Regions from separate parts of the Mus musculus genome. Here region 2 is linked to region 1. A link is a contact called in public Hi-C data. All regions are on one chromosome and are shown on one strand. Each heading gives the region's core, a stretch centred on a gene start, on an enhancer-like site or on the middle of the called end of the contact. The rest is flanking DNA. Distances are from core to core; before and after follow the strand shown. Region 1 overlaps Dpp6 (dipeptidylpeptidase 6). Region 2 overlaps Dpp6 (dipeptidylpeptidase 6).

What was found. Hi-C and Micro-C count contacts between places; a contact is called where the count stands out from the background.
Region 2: a Hi-C map of cortical neurons shows a contact between it and region 1, with 1.7 times the contacts expected there. The contact joins two enhancer-like sites. A contact is called at or near these places in 12 of 484 Hi-C or Micro-C datasets (the AtT-20 cell line, cerebellum, cerebral cortex and 6 more) and 2 of 115 datasets of contacts at active chromatin or transcription factors (both in embryonic stem cells).

Annotation. Positions count from the first base shown.
Region 1 is chr5:27,414,258-27,421,458 of GRCm38.p6, forward strand. All of the region lies in intron 3 of Dpp6 (dipeptidylpeptidase 6), which reads left to right. Among named protein-coding and RNA genes, the nearest start is that of Gm52769, 82 kb to the right of the region's middle. Within about 2 kb of position 3,299, at least 8 of the 459 cell types and tissues checked have an H3K27ac peak or open chromatin away from gene starts, as enhancers often do. A contact at or near this core is called in cortical neurons, where this site is marked.
Region 2 is chr5:27,612,209-27,619,409 of GRCm38.p6, forward strand. The region is part of intron 8 of Dpp6 (dipeptidylpeptidase 6); the gene reads left to right. Among named protein-coding and RNA genes, the nearest start is that of Gm16058, 62 kb to the left of the region's middle. Within about 2 kb of position 3,778, at least 5 of the 459 cell types and tissues checked have an H3K27ac peak or open chromatin away from gene starts, as enhancers often do. A contact at or near this core is called in cortical neurons, where this site is marked.

The sequences.
Region 1 (7,201 bases), core at 2,049-4,548:
GGTAGCTTGGGCACCTGGAAGCCTAAAGAGTCCCATGGGGTGACATTAACATCAAAGTGGTTTCTGAACATAGTTAGGACTTTGCCAAGGGGAAATGGTTGCTGACTTAAATAGGAGGGAGAAACTTGAGACATAAAGAAGGCCAAAGCATATGTGGCTTATCGGATACTGATCCACACAATTGGTTTGGCTTAAGGCTAAAATATTCAAAGAGACTAGCAGAAACCAGACCTCAGTGAGGTCATCAGATATTGGACTCCATGTATAGGATGCTCCTCTGGGCATTGGGGCTCTGATGGTCTCTGATGGTCTCTAGGTGGTCCAACTTGCCTGCTGCTTTCTTTGGGCGATGAGGGTAGACAGTTGGTAAGAGCTATGTTGGGGTTTGGGTGTGAAACTTTCCCACTGGCAAGTGTTTGAACATTTGGTCTCTAGCTGTTTTTTGAAAGTGGTGAATCTTGCTGGTGGTGGAAGCGTGTCACTGAGAGCTAGCCTTGGGGTTTGCTAGCTCAATTCCACTTCCTGCCCACACTCTGCTTCTTGACTGTGGGTATAATGTGACCAGCTGCCTCAGCTCTTGCCTTCACGCCTTTCCCAACCATGGTGGTTGTAACTCCTCCAACTGTGAGCCAAGTAAACCCTTGCTCTCCTAGGATGCTTCTTATCAAGGATTTGGTCACAGTCAAGAAAAAAGCAGCAAATACAAGCTAGGGAAGAACATGTTGCCACAGACTGTTGTTCCCTAGTGGTTCTCTGAGGCGATCTCTGGGCAAATAAAATGTCTTAGGCAAGGCTTCAGGTAGGAATCTAAGACATACACATAAACAGCAGGTGGAGAAAAGAGACAGGAGAGCAGGTTTTCACTGGAGCTGTGCTTGCAGGCTTGGCTAATAAGCATTTGAAATCTACCTGCTGCAAGAGGGCAAATCCCCTCTCCATGGGCCTGATCATAGGAAGCCCAGGCCAGAACACATGCTCATAGTAGACACTTTACAAGGCATAGTCTCAGATTTTCAGACAAGATTCTCACAGGTATATATCTTCAATTTTAATGAGCTACCTATGATCCGTTAAGGATTTCAATCTCTCTCCCCCTCTCTCTCTCTGGAATAAACATTAGCAAACTTAATTTATTCTAGCAAAAATATAAACAAAAATGGGTCTCTAAAAAGCATTCCCTATAATCCTTTTTCTCAGACTCCAAGCTAGCAAATTTTCTGCCTAAAAGGGATAAATTAATTTTGGAAAAGTAAGATGAAGAAGCAATGAACAGGAAAGTTATAAAGATTCACTTATTGTGACTAACTTGACCCAAAGGGGTATCGGGAGCCCAGGGGTTTTGCTAACTGAGAACTGGCGTGTGGTGGCGGGTCCTGTGATTTGTAGCAACTTTCCCTGGAGGCAGCTTTAGCAGTACTGTCCCCTGAAGGCCAAGGAAGTTGTGCATGTGGGCACAGAGCCAGCAGAAAATGCAAGCTCCTGTATGCCCGTCTAAGGACAGGATCCTCTATTCCACTGTAAGCTTCACTATTTGAAGAGGCAAAGAGCCTGCTCAGACCTGGCCCATCACACATGCCTTGAGTGGATCTGAAGGGACTCAAAGCCCACTTCTTACCACTCACAAAGAAGCTCTGAGAGATTGGTAGAAGCTGTCCTTAATGTGGCTTTGAAGGACTGAGTGGCAAAGAAATTGCTGCACAATCATAGAGACCTGAGCTGGGTTCCCTGGTACCCACATAAAAGCTGATCATGCTGGAATATGTCCAAAACCCTATTGCTGGGAAGGTAGAGACAGAACACTTGCTGGCCAGCCAGTCTGGCCATACTAGTGAGCTCAAGGAACAAAACCAAGGTAGAAAAGAACGCTTGACTGTGACCGTGACCTTTGACCTCTACAGGTATTTACACACATACATGCAGATCCACATGCTCACATGTATGGGATGACTGCACATATGACATATATGAATGGAAACACACAGAACAGGTATTACTTTGAAATGAAAAGAATGAGCATCTGGGGGTGGGGAGTTGTGGTTCAGCTTCTGGTAGGTGCAAAGAACACAGTTAAAAATGTTAATCTCCCTGGAATTTTGTACTAGAAATTACAAAATAGAATCTAGTCTCCTAGTTTGATATTCGTTAAAGGGCAGTTTGTCCCCCATTGATTTTTAAGCCTTATGTCTCAATTCTTTTCTACAGAAAAGCTTCTCACTAAGATTCACATAGAGAGGGGTTAGAGAGATGGCTTAACAGTTAAGCGCACAGCTGCTCTTCTCAAGGACCTGGGTTCGACTCCTACCTCACATCTATCATGACTCCTGTCCTAGGAAAGCAGACTCCCTCCTGATGTGCCGGTGTCCGTGGGGAAGACGGGGTTTTAGACCCAATGTGCTTCACTTAAGAACAAATAATAAAATATCATTTTGGCTGAATTTTATCTGCTTCCCAAGTCCCCTTGTTCAGTCTCTCAGTACCCTTTTAGGCCCAGAGCATTTTATGAACTAATGCCCTCTAGTGGCTAAGGATGCACTTAGCAAGGGCAACATTTTAGTCTGGCTGGAGAATTGACTGTAAGGTCAGCACTTAAAAGCTCTATGGCCTCACTGAAGATGTTTGTGTTGTATGTGTTGGGCAAATAGTCATGAAGAGAGATACTATCCAGCTTGTCAACGGGGCATGTAATTTCTTGATCACTGGCTTATTAATTCACTTATTAATATATAACGTTGCCCTGGGTATAAGTTTAGCTGCCTGTCATTTATAATAATGTTAATGATGTGACATACTATCATTTGCACAAGAACTCTGCCTTCTGCCAAAGCTGAAGGCTCTGATAATTATCTTTTGAGATGCAGTTAGGTGTGATGGAGGAGTGCAGGAAAGGTTAAGTCAGGTGACCCACAGACAGGACCTAATTTTGCAGGGAAAAAAAAAATCACACTTGTCTCACTTTTTTTTTTTTTTTTTTTTTGTCCCACAGATCATTACAGCCCCAAAGCTCAGGATCATATTTCTCAAAATGTGAATTAAACAATCCCTCTCAAATTAGCCCTCCTTAACTAAAAATAAGGAATCAGGTGGGTTTGATAGTTTAAAGGACAGAAGGAGAGTGAATGGACAGAAGGCTTCCCCCTACTCTGCTCACGTTGCTGTGGAACCCATTAAAATGAGATCATTTGCAGCTTGAAGTTTGCTGTTTTAAATCCTCCATATGTGTTGCAGAGCCCACAGGTTGGTCCGTGCAGTCAAAGTGAGAGAATGCAAAAGCAAGTTCTTTATGTGGTTAAAAACAGGCATTGAGAACAGTCCCAGATTGCCATCAGAGAACTAGGACTGTCAGGCATGGCACTCGTCACTATGTCAGTGCAAGCTGACTCTCGTGCTCACATCGCCATCTGCCCTGACATGGACGCCCAGGGCTGGAAGGCACTCTCACTACCTTCACGGTCCTCTCACTCAGTCTTTGCAGGATAGATCTGTGACCTCCCATACAAGTAAATGTTTCTTTTTAGAATTGATGTATATCACAGAAAAGCCATGGAGAGCACAGCGCTCCCTTATGCCAGCGCCCAGCTTCTCTGATGTTGCCTTCTGCATCAGCATGATGCACTTACCACAGTTAACAAATGGGACTAACTAAAATGTAATCTTTTTTCACATTTCCTTAACCTTTAGCTATTATGTTCCAACACACACACACACACACACACACAGACACAGACACACACAGACACACACACACACACACACACACACACACACACACAGACACAGACACACACAGACACACAGACACACACACACACACACAGACACAGACACACACAGACACACACACACACACACACACACACACACACACACAGACACAGACACACACAGACACACACACACACACACACACACACAGACACAGACACACACAGACACACACACACACACACACACACACACACAGACACAGACACACACAGACACACACACACACACACACACACACACACACACACACACACACACAGGAATCCCATCCACAGTATCCAGATGCCTTTAATCCCCATGTCTCCCTAAGGTCTTCTTTCTGTGATATCTTCTCAGACATTCTTAATATTATATATTATCCAGGTTGATTGCCTCTCTTAAACCCCCATTGCATTGTTGAAATAAGTCTCACTTAGCTATGGTATATAATTGTCTTTAGGTTCTTGGGCTTGGTGTATTGTTATGGAAGCATTGTGGCTACATTCCTAAGCAGATAACTGTCTGCAGTTTTCCTTTGATCTGGTATTTCTTGCTGGAACAGGCTTTATAAAATATTCTTAGTTTGTACTTGGAAGTATGTTAGTTTATTTGAAGGCTTAGCTGGCTGGCTACACCACTGTTGGTTGATAGTCTTCCCATAGTGTTCTGGGTCCCATCCCACTGCCCTAGGAACACCACAGCTAATGATTCAGAATCTGCTGCTAACCCTATTGACACTTCAGTAAACAAGATGGGTCACCTTCCCCTCACTGCCAACAGAATTCACACTTTGTCTTTTGACAGTTTGCTCACAAGATTTCTAGGTGTCTTGGTTTGGGTTTCATTGCTGCAAAGAATTGGTTTTTCCTTTTTAAGGTATTTTTTAGTAAGGTCTTATTACTTCAGCTATTGCCACCACTTCAGTAATTCCTGTGTTAAACAATTGTCACTGGTTATTTCCAAGGACTTCCCCAAGGAAAAGGCCATTTGCAGTGAGCCTGGGCTGAGTCAGCTCACAGAACAATCATACTCCAAGCTTAGGTTGGAGTCAAATCACTGCAGACAACCAGCTAGAGGGCATCTGAGGAGCCCCACGCATGCTCCCTTTCCCCCTCCAGCAGCTTGTAGGCTACCATCTTCATAGCCCCACTGCTGTAAGGATGCACTGCTGTAAGGATGCAAGCCTTCTAAGGAGTTAGAAGAAGCAGATGGAAAAAAAAAAAAACAGCTTAAAATGCCCAATGCTCTCCCATGACTGAAGATAGGTCTCTCTTTCTCTCTCTCTCTCTCTCTCTCTCTCTCTCTCCTCTGTGTGTGTGTGTGTGTGTGTGTGTGTGTGTGTGTGTGTGTGTGTGTGAATGTTCCTCAGATTGTTATACAAAGATCACTGTACGATTGCTGAGGTTTTGGAAAGTCACCTTGACAGTATTAGAGAGGACTGGTTTTTCAGACTTTCAAAGGTCACCCTGGGCCGTCTGGATGTGACTCCTCCCTCTATGGAATCACATAGATTCTTTCCACAACTCCAATGCACCTGATGTTGAAGCGTACCCAGAGTTCTCTGCTTCCCAACGACACTTGCACAAACTGATAGAATATCTTAAAATTTCACAAACTCCTCTGCTGCAAGAAGCGGGTTATTTGAAGATAGCAGCTTTTAAATATGTATGAAGCTGTATGTTTTAAAGCTACTCACTGTCTCCTTTACGGTAGTACCATTACCTGAAGAAAAAGACTCTGAGGCATTTATTCCACAATTTTGGGACACCTGGTTCTGTAGGGAGCAACATCCTCCTGATGTATACACTTGTACTTTATTTGACTAATATATCACATTGATGATGTCACTATGGTCACATAGCTAAATTCCTCTATTTAACCTATATAACCATGGCTCCCTGAAAACCTGCAAGATGGATCTGCACCGTCATAGACTGGCTGACCCTAGGCCACTAACCTATTTAAAAGTAATTTCTCTTGAGTTCTCTTCTATGCAGAATGCTGAAGGAAACAAAACAAAACAAAACAAAACAAGAAAGCTGCCACTAGCAAAAAACCAAACAAACAAACAAACAAAAACCCCAAAGATTCTTCCAGGCATAGCACAGGTGGAGCACGTCTTCAATCGCAGCACTGAGGAGGCTGAGGCAGGCAGATCTCTGTGTGTTTGAGGCCAGCCTGGTCTACAGAGTAAGTTTTAGAGGCAGGCTGGGGCTCAAAGAGACTTAGACTTCGAGAGAAATTAATGGAGACCAAGACGACGTTCCTGTTCAAGGACCACGAGTTTACTAAGAGAGTGTGCTTATGAAGGGGGAAGGCCCATGATCCCTGTCACTCCCAACACCCTGTAGAAGTCTCTTGGTTTGATCTGGAGGTAACTATGGAAAGGCACCATTAGAACTGTTCCATCTGGTCAGTTAAAACAGTAAATGGAAATTCCAACTCTCATCCCATACCAACAGGGAAGGGCAGAGCCTCCTTAAAATGCGCTCTGTGAGATTAGAAATTAAAGGTCCCAAGTTTTGAGTTTGAGACCACACCAAGTTCACTACAGACTCCAGAAGATGCAGAAATTGCTTTCCAAATGAACACATGTATCAGCTGACCTCCTGAGGCTTCTTCCCTTATAGCCTCTCAGTGTGAGCACAAGAGGCCATGCCACATCTTCATTATCAAAAGGACTTTAAGCTGAGTGATTGAAGGTTAGAGCACTAATGGAATGATGGAGACTTTTTTAAATGGACCTTTGTACACTGGAAAATACTTAGAAAGCATACTCCAATAAAGAGACTCAAGAACACTCAATGTACTTAAACCTTAAAGCACAGTGATACTTACAAGAAGGGAGAGTGCTTGCAGACTTTATGCCGGTGGTTTCAAAGGAGTTTATGGGCATAGATAAATGGGAGTCTTCAGGCATTCTGAACCAAGGATGCAATGTGAGCACAGGTCAATCCTATGAGGGCACATCAGGCAGAAGCAGGTCTGGAAGGGTGCAGTGTTGTATGCCGGCCCGCAGCCTACATGAACCGGGTACACCTGGGAGGCAGGCTGGGGCTGAAAGAGACTTAGACTTCGAGAGAAATTAATGGAGACCAAGACAACGTTCCTGTTCAAGGACCACGAGTTTACTAAGAGAGTGTGCTTATAAAGGGGGAAGGCCCATATCCCCCCTCCCCCCTCCCGCCAGTCCATTCTTGGTGTCTGGAGCCAGCCTGCAGGATAGGATGTTCCTCAGGAATATCTCAGGGGCCTCTCAGCAGGTAGCAGAGTCTTGGAGGAGAGCAGTGGCAGTTGACAGAACAATAGAGCCATCTAGGTCTGGAGGCTCCACCCTAGGTAATCTCCTTCTTAGTGGCAGCAAGGTCAAAGTCTGGATCAGCCTGCTTCAAGGCTGAGGGAGGCTACAGTGCAGTGTAATACCACTAATTATTCACCCAGTGAGAGAAATCTGAGA
Region 2 (7,201 bases), core at 2,528-5,027, 200 kb after region 1:
CTTTCTAACAGTGTCTTAGAGTTACTGCTGTGATAAAAACCATGACCAAAGGCAAATCTCACATTTGTTTATCATCAAGAGCAATGAGGTCAGGAACTCACACAGAACAGGAACCTGGAGGCAGACGCCGATTCAGAGGCCATGAAGGAGTGCTGCTAACTGGCTTGCTCTGTTGTTTGTTCAGCCTGCTTTCTAATGGAACTCAAATCTACCAACCCAGGGATGGAATGGGCTGATTGCCTTCTCAGTTCACCTGTGGTATAGTGCCCAGGTGTTAGAGATGACCAGTTGCCTACTGGGCCACCCAGACCAGCTGCAGAAAGCCATCCCCCAGGAAAGTAGGGTTTATAGCTCTCTGTTGTAAAATCAGTTTCTGTCCCATACTTCAGACATAATGGCCTGAGGGCAATCAAGAGCTTCAGCTTTAACTCTAAAGTGAGGAGGTGTCAAAACCCCTCACTCAGCTTGTGTAAACTTCTTCCTTGGCAACTGTGGGTGTGACCTAGCAAGTGTCCTTCCAACTGCCAAAAAGAAACACAGGCATTACCTTCAAAGACAAGCAGGACACTGCCCTGACAGCTGCATGCAATTCAGGGAATGGGGTGACTGCAGAGCTCTGGCTCTGGAAACCAGGGCCATGTCTTCATTTGCTGCAAACCAGCACAAGCTTTGAAAGTTAGAAAGATTGCTGATCATTTTAACTCATATAAATAGATGGTCTGTCTGAGTTTGTGAAAGAAGAGAGATTCGAGGGCACACAGGATGAAGTCCCCTCAAGGCTTGAGGAGTCTTGCTGACAATTAATTACTCCGTTTCTGGAACATTGGGTCAATGACATGTGGTCAATGTTTATAGTTTCAAGGCTTTAAATTATGTGTTGGTTGTGGGAATATGACAGATAAAGTTGCACCTTGGGTTAGCATGATGAACCTTAAAATCTCTAGTAGATACACCTGATATCCAGAGCTCATAACCTGGAATTATTTTGTTCACTGTTTCTTTGCTTCTTTAGGCTTTTATTTCTTTTTCTAATTCTAAAAGTTTCAGTGTAATAGGCTATATAACTCTGAAGTCCCATGTCTAACCTTTTCCTTGTCTAATAGTACCAGAGACACCAGTGTTAAGATAGAGGTCTGTGATCCTGCCTCTTGGTTTTAGGATGAAGTGTTCAGCTGTCTTGAGTATTGAGAAGCTCTGGAGGCAGAAGTGTCCTCTGACGATAGACCTGGGCCAGCACAAGGTACATGGCTCTCCATAGAGGTGCTGAGAAGCCATGGGGTGCAGAATTCTGCCTCCCTGAGTCCTACAGGGTCACCTGCTGACTTCTCCCACAGGAAAGACCTGTCCTCCCTTTCTGCAGAAATAAATATACCTGGCAGTCAGTTTATCAAAAGAAAAGCAGATACTGCTGTGGGTGCCAAGTCTGTAAGGTATTGGAATTTTAAGTAAATGTTACTAGAGGACACTTCTAGGAGGTGTCGCTCCATGGAGGTCTGGGGCTATGTGCCACCCTGAATGGGATTCTAAGCACCTTGCCTACACTCACTAGGACGCTGTCTCAATGGATCTATTCAAAACCACACTGTAACCCCTTCTCCTGATCATGGGCCATCTATTAGAAGTGACACCTTGTCTAGCAGTGTATGCCCTCCCCTCTGCAAGCTTCTTGTGTCTCGGCCCAGTAAAAGGTGTGAAATTCAGGTAACAAGATGCATCCCTGGAGATACTAGAGGTATACATCCCTCACACATCCAGAATTGTGTTACAAGTTTCCACCAGGGGATTCAGCTACATGGATACTTGGTGAAGAGGAAAGAGGAAAGAGGAGATATCAAGGACCCTTCCCTCAGTAACAGTGGGCACTTAGCCAGACTAGGGAATAGAGACAAGCCACAAATATAACTTCTGTTATCACTCAGGCATAGTCCAGGCAATTGCTATCTCCAGAGCCTCAGCTGCTGGCTGTCATTCTTACCATGGGAAACAGTGGTTTTAACAAGTGCACCTGTAAGTTATGAAGTTTATGTAGCAAGATGGCATTTTGCCACACCTTAACTGCATGGCACAAATCCCCAGTACATAGACATTTTGGGGGAAATGATATATTTTGACTCTAAAGTGTAGAGTAAAAATTAGAAAACTAGGCAACTATCAATCCACTAATACAAGAAGTAGCCTGCCAAGAAAAAAAAATGTTAATTGCTCCATAGTTCCTTCTATCAAGGTATTATCAGGGCATACTTGCTAGACTCTTCCGATATCTGTCTTTTATTATGGCTTTAAGTCTGAGATATTGTGAAGAGTGACCCAACACAAGCTTCTCCTGATATAGAAAATTAAAAACAAAGAGAGGAGATTTGACATAAAAAAAATTAGTGGTTGTTGCCATGTTACCCCCATCTTGGGGCCCTCACAGCTGTGCTAAGCAAGCTTTGCTTCCTCCAGCAGGGGACACTGGGCCAGGCACCCATCTGTGTATATACTCAGAGATTCTGACTAATGACCAGTACTCTCGAGGCCTGAGCATTTGGGGGCTCTGAAGAGGGTAGTAGAGATTTAAGGGCCCCTTGGACTTAAGAGCACAGGGCAGCCCTAAAATTTGGTCTCTGTTCAAGCAATGAACTCAACATGTCAGAGCCTGTCATTCCTCAGCCAAGCTGAGTTTTTCCTTCATGCTATGCAAAGGGCAGAGCCTGCCATTTTGAATGGCTATGTACATTTGGAGAAAATAAGATGGAGATGAATGGGGTAGGAGAGCAGTCACCAGCTGCAGCCTGCAGCACCCCACCATAGCTCAAGTGGAAGCTGAGATCCTGCTGAGGACTACAATTCTATGACTTCTCTGTGTCTTGCTGACTTGACTCCAGGGTACTAGGGATTTAAGTTTCCCGTGTCCTTTCCAGAGATTTCTATATATACTCTCTTCATGGGAGTGTGCAGCGGAGTCTGGAAAACACACCATGAGGCACAAACAAAAGCAAGAGGAAAATTGGAGAGCATATCCTTGCAGTCTGCTGGAGCCAGCCACCAGTTCACAGGCCTCCACGCCGCCTCCACTTTCCATAGTAAAGAACAACTGTCTGTGTGCACCAAGATCCCAGAAGACATAGGAAGAGAGGGGCGTGTGCAATTCAGCGGCTCTGGTACCTTGACAGGTCTAGCATGAGAGTGTCAGTGCCATGCTTGTGTTTGGCACTGTTGAAATTTCAAGTTACTGCCCTCTGTAGGAGAATGACAGGGACCCTGTTTTGTGATGCAGTATAGCTGAGCTGCCGTAGTCAGTGAGTGGCCCTTCAGTGATCTGTCCACCAGTCTCTGGATGTCCCTGGTGATACACAGGCATCTGAGACTATGGAGCGGTTTGTAGCTCAGTTCGTGTTTGCTGAGCATACATGAAGCCCTAGTAGATTTTTCACTGCGCTACATAACACCAGGTATGATGCTCTAATCCCAACACTTAGGAGGTGGAGACAAAAGGATCAAGTCATAGTCACTGTCTGGTACACGGTAATTTGGAGGCTATCCTGGGCTACATGAGGCCCTGATATGACATGAGAGAATATAGGCAAAGCCATGGACTGTAGCCCTGTAGAAGCTGCTCCAGAAAAAATCCTCACTAAAAATGTCCCCGGTCATAAATAAGAGTGTCTGTCACCACTCCTCATACCTGACAGTGCCTTAAGAGAGAATTAAGGCATCCATGTAAGTGTCCTTGGACTTGCTGCACAGCGTGGCTGGCTTGCAAGGTGAAAATTCTATAAGAAAAGCAAAACCTCAGTGAAGGAATAAACGGTAAAAATGCTGCCACCTGGTGGCTGCCTTAGTCATGTGCAGAACACACTACTGCTCTCAGGTATTTGTGAGAATTTGCTGATCTCTGATGATAAGGAGCTTTGCTAGCCATGTGTAATACGCAAATAACGGTGCTGATTAGCACGGGATGTTTCAAGCCTTGCGAGGCCAAAGCCGCATTTGCCTTCTGGCTTGATATTCTCTGATTTCTTTTTTAACCTCCCACTAAATTCCACACCCGGCACCTTGGATAATGTGTTTAGTGGCAGGAGAAGGCAGCAGATGCAAGCAGGAATAAATAAGGCTTTCCATATTTAGAATGAGGCCATTTATTTCCGAGTCCAGATCTATCAGGTGTGTTATTTATGTACTTTGCAAATTTTCTTGGACCCAGATATCACAGGCCACCACAGCAATGGTTGAGTCCTCCAAGTGGTTCCTAGGATGAGCTAAACTCCACCCTTGTCTGTCTCTTATCTTATTAAAAGATGGCAATCAGTAGTGTTGAAGCCAGGCATGCATTGAGTGGATTTCTGTATTGAGTAGAGTGTAGCAGATTATCTAGGTGACAGCACTCTTAATTGTACAGTAACAGAAAGAAGGGGATCAACCGAGTTCTGTCTATCCCTATGCTGTGACTGGGGATGACTGGCTCAGGCTCCTCCTACTAGCAGTCTCCATCATCACTGGGCCATGGTTGAATGGGTTGCATGCTGGCTCATGGATCATGAGCATATCATAGCTCGTGGCTATGGATATGCTTCACATATCCCAGATACTGGGCAGGCTTCCGCCATCCCTGAGCCCATCCCCAGATCACTCAGAGGATTCCAATAGTATTGCCATGTGTCTGTAACTTACAAATGCTCACTAACTACTGTAGTAGAAAAATACATCCTCTGGCCTTGTTGGACATCAATGGGAGGAGAGACCCTTGGTCCTGTGAAGACTTGATACCCCAGTGTAGGGGAATGCCAGGACAGGGAAGCAGGAGTGGGTGGGTGAGTAGGAAGAGGGGGATGGGATAGGGGGTTTCAGAGAGGAAAGGAGGAAAGGCAATAACATTTGAAATGTAAATAAAGAAAATATCTAATAAAAGATAATATTTTTTAAAAAAAGAAGCAGGGGGAGAGGAGATGGGATAGGGTGTTTTCAGAGGGGAAACCAGGAAAGGGGTTAACATTTTAAATGTAAATAATGAAAATATCTAATAAAAATATAGTATGTGAAAGAAAAAGAAAAACACATCCTCAAGGCTTAGTGTCACCTGCCCTTCCTATCTTATTAGATTGCAATGAGGCTCAAAGGACACATGCAGTGTTTGATTCAAACTTGGGAATAGATGGGTTCTGGACATTTGGTTTATGCAGCATTTAAACAGAAAGAAGGATGCTTAGGCAAAACAAGAGTCTTGCACATGTAAGAGTTTGCAAAAGTAGCTAGAGAATGTTCTAGAATTTCATCATTTGAGGCAGGAGAGAGGTGATATGAATAAGTGGGACCATTCTGCCTTGGATCTGAATTCCAAAAGCACTCGTGTAAGATTTGGAACTCTTCACAAAGTCCCCATTGTCTCCTCTGGTCTGTTGATGAGAACATTAAAGCCCTCCCTTGTGAGAGAACAAGGAGTGGACACAGCCCTGAGGCAGCACCTGCCTTATCTGAGTTCTTGGTTGGCTAGTGGCAAAGTTCCCCCAACCAGGAGATCCCCACCCCACCCCAAGCTTTCTGTACCATTCTGCCTAAGGCATCTCTGGTAGAGGTAGTGTGCCGTAAGCTCTCCTCAGGCTTCCCCAAATTTCTGCCTAGGATGGTTCATACAGTACTTCTGGCAGCCAGAGTTACTTCTGTCTCCTTGGCTGGATCAGTGTTTGGGGGCAAACACTTAATGGCATGGTTCAGGTTTTAGGATCTTCTCTGCTATTTAGATTTGAGCAAAATAAAATCCACTCTAGCTGTTGCTTCCATCAGAAATGCCAAGTATCACAAAACAAACAGGTTTATTGAAAGAGCCAGATAAACATCTGATCCTCTGAAACACAACACAGTATTTGTCTTTACTTTGGAAATGACTCCACGGGACGGTAGAAAAGCCAGACCTCAGAAGCCATCTTTAACTCAGATGTAAGTCTCATAAACCTGGAGAGATGCCACTTAATGTTGCTCCCTCAGACTTTGCAGGACCTCATGGTTCCTGTGCCACTTGCCACTGACAGCATCAGTCATCTTTGTGCAAGCTCTTGGAACAGAAGTGCTGAAAGAGGGATCAGAGATGGCAAAGCCAGCCTTGCCTTGCAGAAAACAGCAGAGATGTTTCCATCTCCCTCTCAGAAACTACCCACCAGCACAATCCTACTCATGCCCTGTTCCCCCAGAGTCAGAAGTCCATCTCCCTCCGTGCTTCATTAGAAGCTGGAGAAGAGTCTAGAATTTCAGCATTTGGCAGAGGAACAGAAGGCACATGGTTGAGCTAGGAATCTCTGGACAGGTGCAGGGCAGCTTCTGCTTTCTTTCTTCTTCTTCTTCTTTTTTCTTCTTCTTTTGTTTTTTGTTTGTTTGTTTGTTTCATTATGGTTTTATTTTGAGACAGGGTTCCTCTATTTAGCTCTGACTGTTCTCAAACTCACTATGTAAACCAGGCAGGCCTCGGACTCAGAGGTCCAGCTACTGCCTCCCAGGTGTTGCGATGAAAAGGTGTGCCAGCATGCGGAGCTCAGTATCAGCTTTCAATATGGCTACATTCCCCATGCTCTGAAGGAAGCAGCTGGCAATGCGTTTCAGTGCAATGCTATAAAGCCTCCCCAGACCTTCAGCTGAGTGTCAACTAGTTGCACTACCCATACCTCTATTTTGATGGCAGTTATTGAGCACTTGCTGTTTGTAAAGCTCTTTTGAAGACCATGTTTCTAGTGGGCTTCTCAGTTACAACCTGTTCAAAACTCAGGTGATGAAGGCTAGGTCCAAAAAGCTAGAAGGTTCTGGGGTTAAGATGCTGTTGTGGGTTTGCAGAAAAGTGAGATTGTGCCCCATGCTGTGCTAGAGTAGATGTAGCACTCAGGAATGGGTGTCCACCTCAGACAATGCATGTCAGTTTAAGCCCGACTGGAGTCATTCCCATTCATCTACTATCCACTGTATGACTTGACCCTTAGCCCTATACCTGAAGCTGCATGTGTTTGGGACATCACTCTGATACAGGGGAAGACAGTTAGCAAAGGAGCTGAAAGTGTCCAGCATAGTATGGCCACTACAAATGGCTGGATTCCCCTCTCAGCAAAAGCATTTGCAGTCCAGACTACAAGTCACACACCTTCACTGTGTTCTAAATAGCTTGTGTGGATCCCGGTCAGCCAGATGTCGATGAATGGGTATTGTGTGGGGCTGAGCTGTTTGAGAATATGCTATCTAC